Regions from separate parts of the Zea mays genome. Here region 1 is linked to region 2. A link is a contact called in public Hi-C data. All regions are on one chromosome and are shown on one strand. Each heading gives the region's core, a stretch centred on a gene start, on an enhancer-like site or on the middle of the called end of the contact. The rest is flanking DNA. Distances are from core to core; before and after follow the strand shown. Region 1 holds the start of LOC103651417. Region 2 holds the start of LOC103651416 (DUF538 family protein).

Evidence for each region. Hi-C and Micro-C count contacts between places; a contact is called where the count stands out from the background.
Region 1: a Hi-C map of tassel shows a contact between it and region 2, with 2.2 times the contacts expected there. The contact joins the promoter of LOC103651417 here to the promoter of LOC103651416 in region 2. A contact is called at or near these places in 7 of 25 Hi-C or Micro-C datasets (ear, leaf, root tip and 1 more).

What each region holds. Positions count from the first base shown.
Region 1 is chr3:219,359,098-219,366,055 of Zm-B73-REFERENCE-NAM-5.0, reverse strand. LOC103651417 reads right to left here and starts at 2,200. Exons shown (of 5, transcript NM_001150673.2): 1 at 1,781-2,200; 2 at 1,448-1,622. The coding sequence starts at 2,157.
Region 2 is chr3:219,205,754-219,212,397 of Zm-B73-REFERENCE-NAM-5.0, reverse strand. LOC103651416 (DUF538 family protein) reads left to right here and starts at 1,542. Exons shown (of 1, transcript XM_008677049.3): 1 at 1,542-2,263. The coding sequence starts at 1,625. The coding sequence ends at 2,035. It overlaps LOC100193695 (ketol-acid reductoisomerase), which reads left to right. Exons shown (of 10, transcript NM_001138787.1): 8 at 17-184; 9 at 286-441; 10 at 530-1,071. The coding sequence ends at 895.

The DNA.
Region 1 (6,958 bases), core at 951-3,450, 150 kb before region 2:
GCAGTGGTTCAGCTGTCCGGGTCATCTGAAATGCTAAATTGACGACGGCCTGGTGCAAGGAGCAGGCCCCACCAGACACAGACGAGTGCGGTTGGCCAGGTTGTCTTGCGTGGCGTTTCTATTCCAGTGCAACACCCGCTAGATCTAACGGTTCAGATAGACCAACATGAGCACTCAGTATCAGTATGGGGGGAAGGATCTGTGACCTATTTTACCGTCTAATTTCACTTCGTTTTGGCTTTTTATGCCACTTGCCACTTTGCGCCTCTTTTGAAAACAAAGCTCGTGTCTGCTCAGCTTTGTATCGTAACCCCCCCCCCCCCCCCCCCCCCCCCCCCCTCCGTTCCATGAAAAGTGTTCCATTGTTTAATTCGTGGTGGTCAAACTTTACCAGGTTCACACTTCACAGACAATATTAGATATTATATATAAGTTTAATATAAGAATATATTCAACGGTTTTTCTAATGACACTGGTTATGTATTCTAAAGAACAATATTCTCCTGTACATATTTAGTTAAAGCTAATAGTATTTAACTTTTTGGGAAACCAAAATATGTGTGAGAGAGAGAGATAAAGGGAGCAGCCTAAACAGGCGGCACAGTACATGGCACGCGTGAATACCGTCCGGTACCACCACGGCCTATAATGCCTACCTGCCTGCTTCTACGAAAGTCACCGTTGCACATCCCATCTTTACAAGCACGAGTTCACGTAGGTCCATCCACAAAATCACGCTCACAGTCCGTATTTCATCACTTGGCAGAAGTGCTTCCGATTTTGGAAGACCAGTAGGTTCCTAGACGCTACCATCAACTGCCTAATGGCATGCTTTCATAGACGCTGGCAGTCTGATTACAATAACAGAAGAAATTTATAAAAGAGGGATCGCATCGCGTCGCATCTGGTGGACACAGGACGAGAGGGTCCAACAGTTTTGACCCCCTGTCAGCGTATCACGGTTCACGGGTAGTAAGACCGATGAGCAAGGAGACCTGTATCCGTAGCAAAACGCCAAAAGCGAACCATGGAACGCCTTTTTGTGTCCCTTCCCCCGTCACGGACCACCCACGAGCGAATTCCTCCTCTGCCACCACCACATGAGCAAATGGGCGGTGCGATTTGGCGCTGGTGCGCTACACTACACTACACTGCCCCGCCTCCATCTGCGGCAGACAAACGCGCCGTTCCACCCCTAGTGCCCCAAGGCCTGCGGCCGGAACTCCCAAAAGCCCAGCACGGGCACAGGCACAAACCTTTTCGAAAGATTATACTGTCTATTTCCAATCTTTGGTTAATTAGATGCTTAAGGCCTAGTTTGACGACCCTATTTTTCGCCAGAACGTTGCGCCGTGCTACTCTCACTAAAACCGAAAGGAGTGGTACACTGGTACTAGCATAGCACATGCAGGGGCACGGGCGCGGCAGGGTAGCGGCGCGTACGCACCTGGAACGTGACGCTGGAGACGGGGTTGCCCCTGGCGTAGGCGACCCTGGAGGACGCCGGCGCGGCCGCGCGCAGCATGCACGCAAGCGACTCCCACTGGTTCAGGCTGATGGAGTCCCCCACGAACAGTATCTTCTTCCCCTTCCACCGCCTCAGCAAGTCCTGCCCGTTGAACCTGGCGTGTTGGCAGCAACGACGGCGGGCGCGCCGTTATTAGCTCCAGGAGCACAGCCTGCACTGCACAGCCGCGCGGCGCGGCCTGGGCGCTTGGCTCCTGCTGGCGCGCCGAGATTCGATTCGATTCGATCGATGGAGGCGAGCACGCGTACGTACCTCGGGAGCTCGCAGGACGCCGGGCGCCACCGGTACTTGAGGTACAGCTTGTCGGGCCGGCCATACTTCTGGCAGTCGAACTCCGGCTCCACGAAGGGGCACCCCGCCGCGTCGTACATCGGCAGCGTGTCGTCGTACACCCAGCTGCCCTGGAACAGGTTGCACGACGCCATGCCAGTGCCGGGAGCGCCACCACGCTGGGCGCGCCGCCCTCCCCCGTGCCGCGTGCTGTTGTGCTGCCTCGCGGGCTTGTGCCGGAGGCCGAGCGTGCCAGTGCCCGTGCCCGCGGCGGCGGCGGCGCGCAGTAGCGACCACGCGACGGCCGCGGCGAGGAGGGGCAGGAGTGGCAGCTGCCGGTGCCGCTGCTTGGCCGCCATTGCGCGGCGCTGTGGAGTGAGCAGCGAGGAGCTGGGCCTTGCGGGGACGGACACGGACACGGACGGGTCAGATGAGGCCGGCGCGCCCGACTTTTTATAATAGTAAGCAGAGAGCGACGGGTTTTGCGCCTTTTATCCTGGCCTCTCTGGCTCTCTCTCTCAGCTTTTTCCCTGGGCTGGCCCTGGCCCTGGCCGGCCGGATTATCTCCGGTTAGATTCTCGGCCGGTCGCTGGCCGCTGGGGCCTGAGCGGCTGCGCCATGGGAATCCGCCGGGAAGGTTTTCCCTGCTGAGGCTGAGGTGGCAGAGGCTGACAGATGCGGCGATGTGACGACTCTGTATCGGCAGCGGCAAGGTCAGAGGCAGCGGTCGCCGGCAATACAGAGGTAGTAGTCCACGCCACGGCCCGCGGCGTCACCCTGTTACCGCCACTACCAGGCTCGTACATCGGCACCGCCCTTGAAAGAACTCCCACGGACTGCTGTCATTTTGTATCCGCCTAGTCTGACCTCTTGCATACGACGAGCATACGCTGGACTCCTGGTGGTTCATTGACCAATGTAGTATGTACATGAGTGCTTCAGGTACATGTACATGCATCTGCATATCTCCTCCGGCCTCACTCCGTGATTGCGGCATTGCGAATATACATTTGGTTTCCATATTTCTATGCTTCACTCGTTAGTACATCGGATGTGACGCTGTATACACTTCCAAGTTGGAGTGCATGCCCTTTATTAAATCTTTATATAATACTCATAATTAATATTCAAACATTAAACTTTAGTTAGCTGAATCAAACCCTTCGATGTTGCGCCCGCACCAGCTTTGTGGATCTATGGATCACTTATCCTGCTCTATGAGCATAGCAAGCGGAGTTATACACTTATACTCATTAGGGGTGGAACCACATGTTTGTCTAGGGACACTGGACCGATTTTTCCAACTCCTATGCTCCCATCTCTTTTCTGGTCTCTGTCCTCACCCAGATTATTTCGTACCATCATATAGAACATCGACCTTGCCCCATCAACCAGCGTGTTCCGGATCCCCATGCAACCACTATGAGCGTTCCGGATTTCATGCAACCACTACGAGTGCTTTCTCCTTCTCATTGTCGTTGAAAATCGACTAGATGGGAGATGAATAGACGAAAACTGAAAATTATAAACTTTGAGCACGCACTTCACCCGGGGTTAGGGTTAGAAATAAATAATAGTGAATTCGGAGTACGGAAGATAGTTATTCTTGATGTGATTTGCTCAATCAATGCGGATAACTTTGGGAGCCAACTCAAAAACAACGTGAGCAAGAGAACTTTTAGTGAGAGGGGAGATGGAAGAAACAAATCGAACGGTGAAGATCAACACAAATGGACACGGCGATTTGTTTCACGAGGTTCGGTTCCAAAGAACCTACTCCCGTTGAGGAGACCACAAAGGCCGGGTCTATTTCAACTCTTTCCCTGTCTCAATCGGTCACTTAGACCGGTTGAGTGCTTCTTCTCAATCTCACGGGTCACTAAGACCCCGCAAGGATCACCACACAATTATGTGTCTCTTACAAGCTTTACAAAACACTAGAGAGTTTAGAGATAGATGAAGAAAGCAACAATTGAAACACAAATCACCCTCTCTCAAGTCACTAAACATTTTAGATCACTTGACTTGATTTTGGCATTTGGAGAGGATTGGAGGCTTTGAATTTGTCTTTGGAGTGTATTATTTGCTCTTGTATTGAATGTAGAGAGTGGGAAGCTTGGATTGCTTGAATGGTGGTGGTTGGAGGTATTTATAACCTCAATCACTATTCTAGTCGTTGTCTCAATTCTCTGTCGATGGGCACACCGGACAGTCCGGTGATGCACCGGACACTCCACTGTTCACTGTTCGGTGAGTGTCACGTCAGCCGACCGTTGGAGTTTGGAGCTGTTGACCGTTGAAGTCGTCTATCTTTTTGGTGCACCGGACAGTCCGGTGGCACACCAGACAGTTTGTGCGAACTGGCATCGCAGACTGTCTCTGACCTTGTCGGCGTTTCGAGACCGGGGGGTCCCTGGGCCGACGAGTGAAATGTCGCCGCATGCCCCAGCCCAGATGGGTCAGCGCGAGACGGAGCGCGAAGGGGGGAAAAGGCAGACGGAGAGAGTGAGAGGTGGAAATCCCGCGGCCTTCGTGTTTGTCCCGCGCCCAGGTCGGGTGCGCTTGCAGTAGGGGGTTACAAGCGTCCACGCGGGAGGGGAGTGTCGGCGTTTCGAGACAGGGGGGTCCCTAAGCCGACGAGTGAGTGTGCTGCGTGCCCCAGCCCAGATGGGTCGAGCGCGTGGGCGAGCGCGAAGGGGGGAGAGGCGAGGTGGCCGGAGTCGAGCGTGAGAGAGGTGTAAGTCCCGCGGCCTTCGTGTTCGTCCCGCGCCCAGGTCAGGTGCGCTTGCAGTAGGGGGGTTACAAGCGTCCACGCGGGTGAGGGAAGCGAGCGGCCCCAAGAGAGCGCCTGTCCCGTCCTCGGTCCCGCGCGGCCAACCTCCTCTGAGAAGGCCCTGGTCCTTCCTTTTATAGTCGTAAGGAGAGGATCCAGGTGTACAATGGGGATGTAGCAGAGTGCTACGTGTCTAGCGGAGGGAGAGCTAGCGCCCTAGGTACATGCCAATGTGGCAGCCGGAGAGATCTGGGCACCCTGCTGGCGTGATGTCGTGGCTGTCGGAGGTGCGGCGGAGCCTGATGGAGGGACAGCTGTTGGAGCGGTCGAGTCCCTGCTGACGTTGTCCTGCTTCCGTAAGAGAGCCGGGGGCCGCCGTCGTCACAGAGCTTGCGGAGCGCCATCATTGCCCCTCCGGCGGAGCTGGCCGGATGGGACGCCGGTCTTGTTCTCCGTGACCCGAGTCGATTCGGGGTAGGATGATGATGGCGCCTCTTGTTGGCGTGGCGGTCTATGCCCTAGGCAGGGCGACGTGGGGGTTCCTCCGAAGCCAAGGTTGAGTTTGCCTTTTGTTGCCGTGGCCGAGCCCGAGCCAAGGGGTCGGGCGAGGCGGAAGTCGTTCGGCCGAGGCCAGGGCGGAGTCCGAGCCCTGGGATCGGGCGAAGCGGAGTTTCGTCGTCTTCCGGGTGCTAGCCCGAGTCCGAGCCCTGGGGTCGGGCGGAGCGGAGTTCACCGTCTTCCGGGTCTTAGCCCGAGTCCGAGCCCTGGGGTCGGGCGGAGCGGAGTTCGCCGTCTTCCGGGTCTTAGCCCGAGTCCGAGCCCTGGGGTCGGGCGGAGCGGAGTTCGCCGTCTTCCGGGTCTTAGCCCGAGTCCGAGCCCTGGGGTCGGGCGGAGCGGAGTTCGCCGTGGCGCCTTTGGCAAGGCCTGACTGCCTGTCAGACTCACTCTGTCGAGCGACACTGCAGTCGAAGTGGCGCAGGTGGCGCTGTCCTTCTGTCAGACTGGCCAGTGGAGCAGTGGAGTGACGGTGGTCACTTCGGCTCTGCCGGGGGCGCGTGTCAGGATAGAGGTGTCAGGCCACCTTTGCGTTAAATGCCCCTGCAATTTGGTCAGTCGGTGCGGCGATTTAGTCAAGGTTGCTTCTGAGCGAAGCCAAGGCCTCGGGCAAGCCGGTGATGTGTCCGCCATAAAAAGGGGGCCTCGGGCGAGACGGAAGTCTCTCGAGGTCGGCTGCCTTTGGCCGAGGCTAGGCTCGGGTGAAGCGTGATCGAGTCACTCGTGTGGACTGATCCCTGACTTAATCGTACACATCAGGCCTTTGCAGCTTTATGCTGATGGGGGTTACCAGCTGAGAATTAGGCGTCTTGAGGGTACCCCTAATTATGGTCCCCGACAGTAGCCCCCGAGCCTCGAAGGGAGTGTTAGCACTCGCTTGGAGGCTTTTGTCGCACTTTTTTGCAAGGGGACCAGCCTTTCTCGGTTGCATTTCGTTCCGGTGGGTGCGCGCGAGCGCACCTGCCGGGTGTAGCCCCCGAGGCCTCGGAGGAGTGGTTACACTCCTTCGAGGTCTTAATACTTCGCTTAACGCTTCGGCTGGTCTGGTCGTTCCCTCATGCGAACTGGCCATAGCCCGGGTGCACGGTCGGGGCCCAAGCTCTCGGGCTTGTATGTTGACGCTGTCAACGATTTGGCCGGAGCCGGTTTTTGCGAGAGCAGCCCCCGAGCCTCTGCACAGGGCGAGAGGACGATCAGGGACAGACTCGACTTTTTACATACGCCCCTACGTCGCCTTTCCGCAAGGAGGAGGGGGGGAGTGCGCCATGTTACCCTCGATGGGCACCGAACATGGTGTCTCCGGTGAGCTGCAAGCGGGTAATCCGAGTGGACGTCCGTGCCCCGTTCGTTGGGGGTCGGCTAGGGGCCCAGAGGCACGCCCAAAAGTACCTGCGGGTGATTTGCCGGACCCGGTCCCCTAGCGACGGGGTCCGAGGGCTCGATGCCTCCCTCCGATGGGATTCCGTTACAAGATCGTTCCCGCTGGTCTCGGAAATGTCCTAGGGTACCTCGGGAGCGCAGCCCGAGCCTTGGTTATGTATCGAACGTACCCCTGGTCATCCCTCGCTCGGTGTCTGAGGCGACTGTGAACCCTTCGGGGGCCAGCCTTCGAACCCCTGATCAGTAATGGGCGCGGAGCCCGAGTAGCCTGAGGCGGCCATGGAGCCCTTCGGGGGGCTGGCCTTCGAACCCCTGACCAGTAGTGGGTGTCGGGCCCACGCGATCTGAGGCGACTGTTGAACCCTTCGGAGGGCCAGCCTTCGAACCCCTGATCAGTAATGGGGGGCTCGGAGCTCGGTTCCTTCGCGGAGAAGGATCCCTTCCGGGGTATC
Region 2 (6,644 bases), core at 293-2,792:
ATTTCCATGGTACCAGGGTATGCTTGAAGTGTATAACTCCTTGACTGAAGAAGGAAAGAAGCAGTTTATTGAGGCCTATAGTGCAGCATATTACCCATGCATGGACATATTGTATGAGTGCTATGAAGACGTCTCTTCTGGAAGTGAGATTAGAAGTGTGGTGTTGGCTGGGAGGAGATTTTATGTATGCTTTCCCGTCTACTAAAATGCTAAATCATATTCTATTTGTGGATCTCCAATGAAACAAAACGAAATGATTACATGCATTTTCCTTTCTCTTAACAGGAGAAGGAAGGGCTCCCTGCTTTCCCTATGGGAAAAATTGATCAAACACGTATGTGGAAGGTGGGTGAAAGGGTCCGTTCAACCAGGCCACAAGGTGATCTTGGCCCACTGCATCCCTTCACTGCTGGAGTGTATGTTGCACTAATGATGGCTCAGGTTCGATCCCATATCCAGAAGGGTAATAGCGTCTCATTACACGCCGGTTAGTGAAATGTTTAACAGTCTTTTGTTTGAATCATTGTAGATTGAGGTCCTTAGGAAGAAGGGCCACTCTTACTCAGAGATAATTAATGAGAGCCTGATCGAGTCCGTGGACTCGTTGAACCCGTTCATGCATGCTCGCGGTGTGGCCTTCATGGTCGATAACTGCTCCACAACTGCTCGTTTGGGATCTAGGAAGTGGGCACCACGCTTCGATTACATCTTGACCCAACAGGCGTTTGTGACTGTTGACAAGAAAGCACCGATCAACCAAGACCTCATCAGCAACTTCATGTCTGACCCTGTCCACGGTGCCATCGAAGTCTGCGCTCAGCTGAGGCCCACTGTTGACATCTCAGTGACCGCTGATGCTGATTTCGTGCGTCCAGAGCTTCGACAGTCTTCATAAGCTTGTATGGATCCGCAGTGTGACTGCAATGGCTAGTTTGTAAGAACTTAATATGCCTGGGCTTTTGAACTCTTAGATTGTGCCTGTATTGCTCGTGCTTGAGGACCAGAAAAGTAAACTCTTGGCGGTGTGGTACTGTTGTGATTTGCAAGAATAAAAATAAATTTCTGTTGATCATTCCCTGGTGTCCAATTGTACACCTGAAGCTAATTTTGTTCACCATTTCGACTTCGATTTGCTAGTTCATGCCTAACTTGATTCCCTGATAGAAGAAAGGTCCACGTGGACTAAAAAAGGAACAATCTCCACGAGTAGCTGTGACATTCTCTCAACGTTTGCAGTTCTTCTGATTGACAGGAGAAGCCTGAACCGTCTTGTTGAGAGAGGGACAAGCATAGAGCATCGCACCGGCGGCATTTGCCGGGCAATCGGACTAGGCAATGCTGCAAACCCTGCGCCAAGCTGACAAGCAGACAACACTACCAACAAGTAGCATCGCTCGGTCATTCCGCCGTCGAACTCGAACATCCGCATCGCAAACTTCTAAAACCCCCAACGATTAATTCGAGGCCTGTCAGCACTCGTTCGCTTGGCGTTTCTTGGTCCACCCCCCCTCCCCTTATATAAATAAGAGAAACTCCCGACAGCCAGACGCAAAGCACAGCGTCGATCGATCAGCACAGGTAATTGAACGAGCAGGTCGATCAGCTAGCTAAGCAAAGCGGGCATATGGCCGAGAGGGCGGGCGGCGTGGTGAAGAAGGGGCACGAGGAGGGCCTGAAGATGGCGGTGTCGCTGCTGGAGGAGTTCGGGCTGCCGCTGGGCCTGCTGCCCCTGGCGGACGTGATCGAGGTCGGGTTCGTGCGCGCCACCGGGTACATGTGGATCGCGCAGCGGAAGAAGGTGGAGCACCAGTTCAAGCTGGTGGGCAAGCAGGTGAGCTACGACGTGGAGGTCACAGGGTACGTCAGCGCCAGGCGCATCAAGAAGCTCAAGGGCGTCAAGGCCAAGGAGCTCATGCTGTGGCCGCCCGTCAACGAGATCACCGTCGACGACCCGCCCACGGGCAAGATCCACTTCAAGAGCCTCGCCGGCGTCACCAAGACCTTCCCGGTCGAGGCGTTCGCCGCGGGACAGTAGCCGCGCGCGCGCGCACGCTGTGTGGGAAGCTCGCTTTGCTTTGCTTGTTTATGTTACCCCACCTCGTTGCTTGATGATTTGCCGCATCATGCATAAAAGGGCACCTACGTGATGCTAAACCATAAAATAGCACCGCGAGTCCACGACGCGATATGGATTTGTACGGTTTCGCCATCTGGTTATAATTATAAGGATGAACTACTACTCCAGCCTTACAGCTGCGCAATAGTCGAGAGTGCCAACACGTACTGTATCCTCCCGGTACATGTTTCGCGTTCAGCCGCGCGTTCCGGCAAGCTCCCGCATCTTGTAGGGTTCGCGCGTTCATGCACGTGGGCCGGACACCGGCGATGTGGCTCCCGGCCTGGGAAACTTTTGTTCCGCGTTTCATCATAGGCCCATGCCAACTTTTGTTCCAACGCTATTAGGCCCTATGAGCGGCGGAGCTTGGATCGGCAGTCCATCACAAAAATAAGTATAGACCCCACCTACAGGTCCATCAGATAAAGTTTTAGTTATATTATTGGTCTACGGGTGGGGTCTATACTCATTTTTATGAGAGGCTACAAACAGCCTGATTTACAGCCGGTCTGCAGCAAATTTTTTTCCCATCCACCGCTTTACTTGCACGAATGTTTACTAATCTAATTAGTTCAACGTATTAATCATTAAATCAGCGTCTTTCTATGGATGATGTACTTTATTCCAGGACTACCCTAGAGCATCTTCAACATATCTCAATCCTTAATTTAGGTAAAAATTTAAAAAACAGCCGTCCAACATAACTCTATTAACTGATCACATCTTTCCGCACGCGAAAAAAATTCCTTCGATGCAGAAATTTCCGCAGGCGCATGTCCTCTCAATCCCTTCTTTTTACCGTTCCCGCGTGAGAATCATCGTTCCCGCTCCTACTGAATGGTATGATCCCATCATCACGCTCTGGCTCTGCGCTGCCCTCCGCCGCCATCTCCCTCCTTTCCATCTACTCAGAGTCGTTGATCGTCTTTCTCCGATAGGATTGGGAGACGTTGCGCTCTACCTGCACAACGCTCTTGAAAGGGAAATGTGCCTTTGGGCCATTTCTAAGTATTTTGGTGATTGAGTGCAAACACAAGTGCTTAAATGTGAAAATGTGCCCATGGTTGAACAAAGTGCAAATCACAAGTAAAGGTATGTTTCTAAGCCTTAGTACATTGGTTTTGTGTACTAATATCTTGTCTAAGTGTTAGAAACAGGAAGAAGAAGAAAAGAAAAGAAGTGGAGAGTGGCTGTGTACAGCCAAAGGCTGTTTCGGGCTGGGGCACCGGACTGTCCGGTGTGCACCGGACAGTGTCCGGTGCGCCAGACCAGCGCGGAGCAAACCAGCCGCTCTCGGGTTTTTCTCCAGCGACTTCGGCTAAAATTCACCGGACTGTCCGGTGTGCACCGGACTGTCCGGTGAGCCAACGGTCGGCCGCGGAATCTGCGCGCGACACGTGGCCTGGCCAACGGTCGGGAGGGGGCACCGGACTGTCCGGTGCGCCAGATCTGCAACGGTCGGCAACGGTCGACTGGACTGTTTAAGGAAAGAAATCGGGCACCGGACAGTGTCCGGTGTGCACCGGACTGTCCGGTGCGCCCGACGACAGAAGGCAAGGATGGCCTTCTAGATTTGTTCTCAACGGCTCCTAGCTGCCTTGGGGCTATAAAAGGGACCCCTAGGCGCATGGAGGAGAAAACCAAGCATTCCTTGAGCACTCTTGATCACTCACACATCAATCTTGCACACTTGTTCGATATTCTAGTGATTTGAGCTCCGTTCTAGTGTGCTAGTCTTTTGAGCTCAAGTCTGGGTCTTGTGTGTGCGTATTCGCTGTGATCTTTGTGTTGTGTGTGAGTTGCTAATCCCTCCCTTGCTCCGTGATTCTCTGTGAACATCTTTTGTAAGGGCGAGAGGCTCCAAGTTGTGGAGATTCCTCGCAAACGGGATTGAGAAAAGAAAAGCAAGAACACCGTGGTATTCAAGTTGATCATTGGATCACTTGAGAGGAGTTGAGTGCAACTCTCGTCCGTTGGGACGCCACAACGTGGAGTAGGCAAGTTTTTGTACTTGGCCGAACCACGGGATAACCACCGCGTCATCTCTGTGATTGATTTCTTGTGGTTATTGTGTTTTGACTCCTCTCTAGCCACTTGGCCATACTTGTGCTAACACTTAACAAGTTTTTGTGGCTTAAGTTTTTGAAGTTTTACAGGATCACCTATTCACCCCCCCCCCCTCTAGGTGCTCTCAATTGGTATCGGAGCCGTTCTCTTCAAGAAAGGGACTAACCGCCCGAAGAGATGGATCCTAAGGGGAAGGGAATCGTGATCAACGATAAGGAGAAGGAGTCCTTCGTCAACGAGCCCAAAGATGACAAGCCTAACGACTCTGGCTCGGGTCATAGACGGAAGGAAGGAAAGAAGAAGAAGACAAGGCGCATCAAGGAGATCGTCTACTACGACGACAGTGATGAGTCTACTTCTTCCCAAAAGGACGACGACCACAACGACTACGAATAAAGGAAACCGGTTAATTCTAACTTTTCTTTTGACTACTCTCGAATTCCGCAAAGTTCAAATTCACATTTGCTTTCCATTCCACTCGGCAAGCCCCCACACTTTGATGGGGAGGACTACGGATTTTGGAGCCACAAAATGCGTAGTCACCTATTCTCTCTCCATCCTAGTATATGGGAGATTGTAGATAGTGGAATGCACTTTAATAGTTCGGATAGTCCTATATTCATTAATGAGCAAATCCATAAGAATGCACAAGCTACTACTGTTCTTCTAGCTTCATTGTGCAGGGATGAATATAACAAGGTGAGTGGCTTGGATAACGCCAAGCAAATCTGGGATACCCTCAAGATCTCTCATGAGGGAAATGACGCTACCTTGCTCACCAAAATGGAGTTGGTGGAGGGCGAGCTTGGACGGTTCGCGATGATAAGGGGCGAGGAGCCAACTCAAACATACAACCGGCTCAAGACCCTTATCAACAAAATAAGGAGCTACGGAAGCACGCGATGGACGGACCACGACGTCGTCCGCCTAATGCTAAGGTCCTTTACCGTTCTTGATCCTCATTTGGTGAATAATATTCGTGAGAATCCCAGGTACACCAAAATGTCGCCCGAAGAAATTCTTGGGAAGTTCGTAAGTGGGCGAATGATGATCAAGGAGGCAAGATACGTGGACGATGCGTTGAACGGTCCCATCCATGAGCCTCAACCCATTGCTCTCAAGGCAACAAGGAGCAAAGAAGCGCTACCAAGCAAGGTGGCGCAAGTTGAGGCGGCCGGGCTAAATAATGAGGAGATGGCCCTCATCATTAAGCGCTTCAAGACGGTGCTAAAAGGTCACAAAGGGCAGCCAAGCAAGACCAAGACGAAGGGGAAGCGCTCATGCTTCAAGTGCGGTAAGATTGGTCATTTTATCGCTAACTGCCCCGATAATGATAGTGACCAGGAAAAAGGAAACAAGAGGGAAAAGGAGAAGCATTACAAGAAGGCAAAGGGCGAGGCGCATCTAGGCAAGGAGTGGGACTCGGATTGCTCCTCTTCCGACTCCGACAATGAAGGACTCGCCGCCACCGCCTTCAACAAATCAACCCTCTTCCCCAACGAGCGTCACACATGCCTTATGGCAAGGGAGAAGAAGGTATGTACTCGCAACTCTACCTATGCTTCTTCAAGTGAGGACGAATCTAGTGATGAGGATGAAGTAGATTATTCATGTTTGTTCAAGGGCTTAGATAGATCTAAGATAGACAAAATTAATGAATTAATTGATGCCTTGAATGAAAAGAATATACTTTTAGAAAAGCAAGAGGATTTATTATATGAAGAACATGATAAGTTTGTAGAGGCTCAAAAATCCCTTGCATTAGAAATTAAGAGAAATGAAATGCTTGCTTGTGAAGTGTCAACATGCCATGATTCTATTTCTAACTTAAAGAGCATAAACGATGATTTAAATGCTAAACTAGTAGAAGCAAATAAATCCAACTCTTGTGTTGAATATGTTGAAATGTGCACTAGGTGTAAGGATATTGATATTAATGCTTGTAGCGAACACTTAGTTTCTATTTCAAAATTGAATGATGAATTAGCTAGTCTTAATGCTCAACTTAAGACTAGCAAGAGTAATTTTGATAAACTAAAATTTGCTAGGGATGCCTACACGGTTGGTAGACACCCCTCAATTAAGGATGGGCTTGGCTTCAAGAGAGAAGTCAAGAACTTGACAAGCCATAAGGCTCCTATCTCCGCCAAGGAGAAAGGGAAGGCTCCTATGGCTAGTAGCACTAAAAAGAACCATGCTTTTTTGTATCATGATAGAAGTGCTTATAGGGGTTATAATGCTTATGATGATTTTGATGCTCATAGTTCTTCCTTTATGCATGGTAGAAATATGTCTAGGAAAAATGCTATGCCTAGAAAGAATGTTATTCATGCTCCTAGGAAAGTAGTGAATGAACCTTCTACAATTTATTGTGCTTTAAATGCTTCCTTTGTTATTTGTAGAAAGGATAAGAAAATTGTTGCTAGGAAGTTAGGGGCAAAATGCAAGGGAGACAAAACTT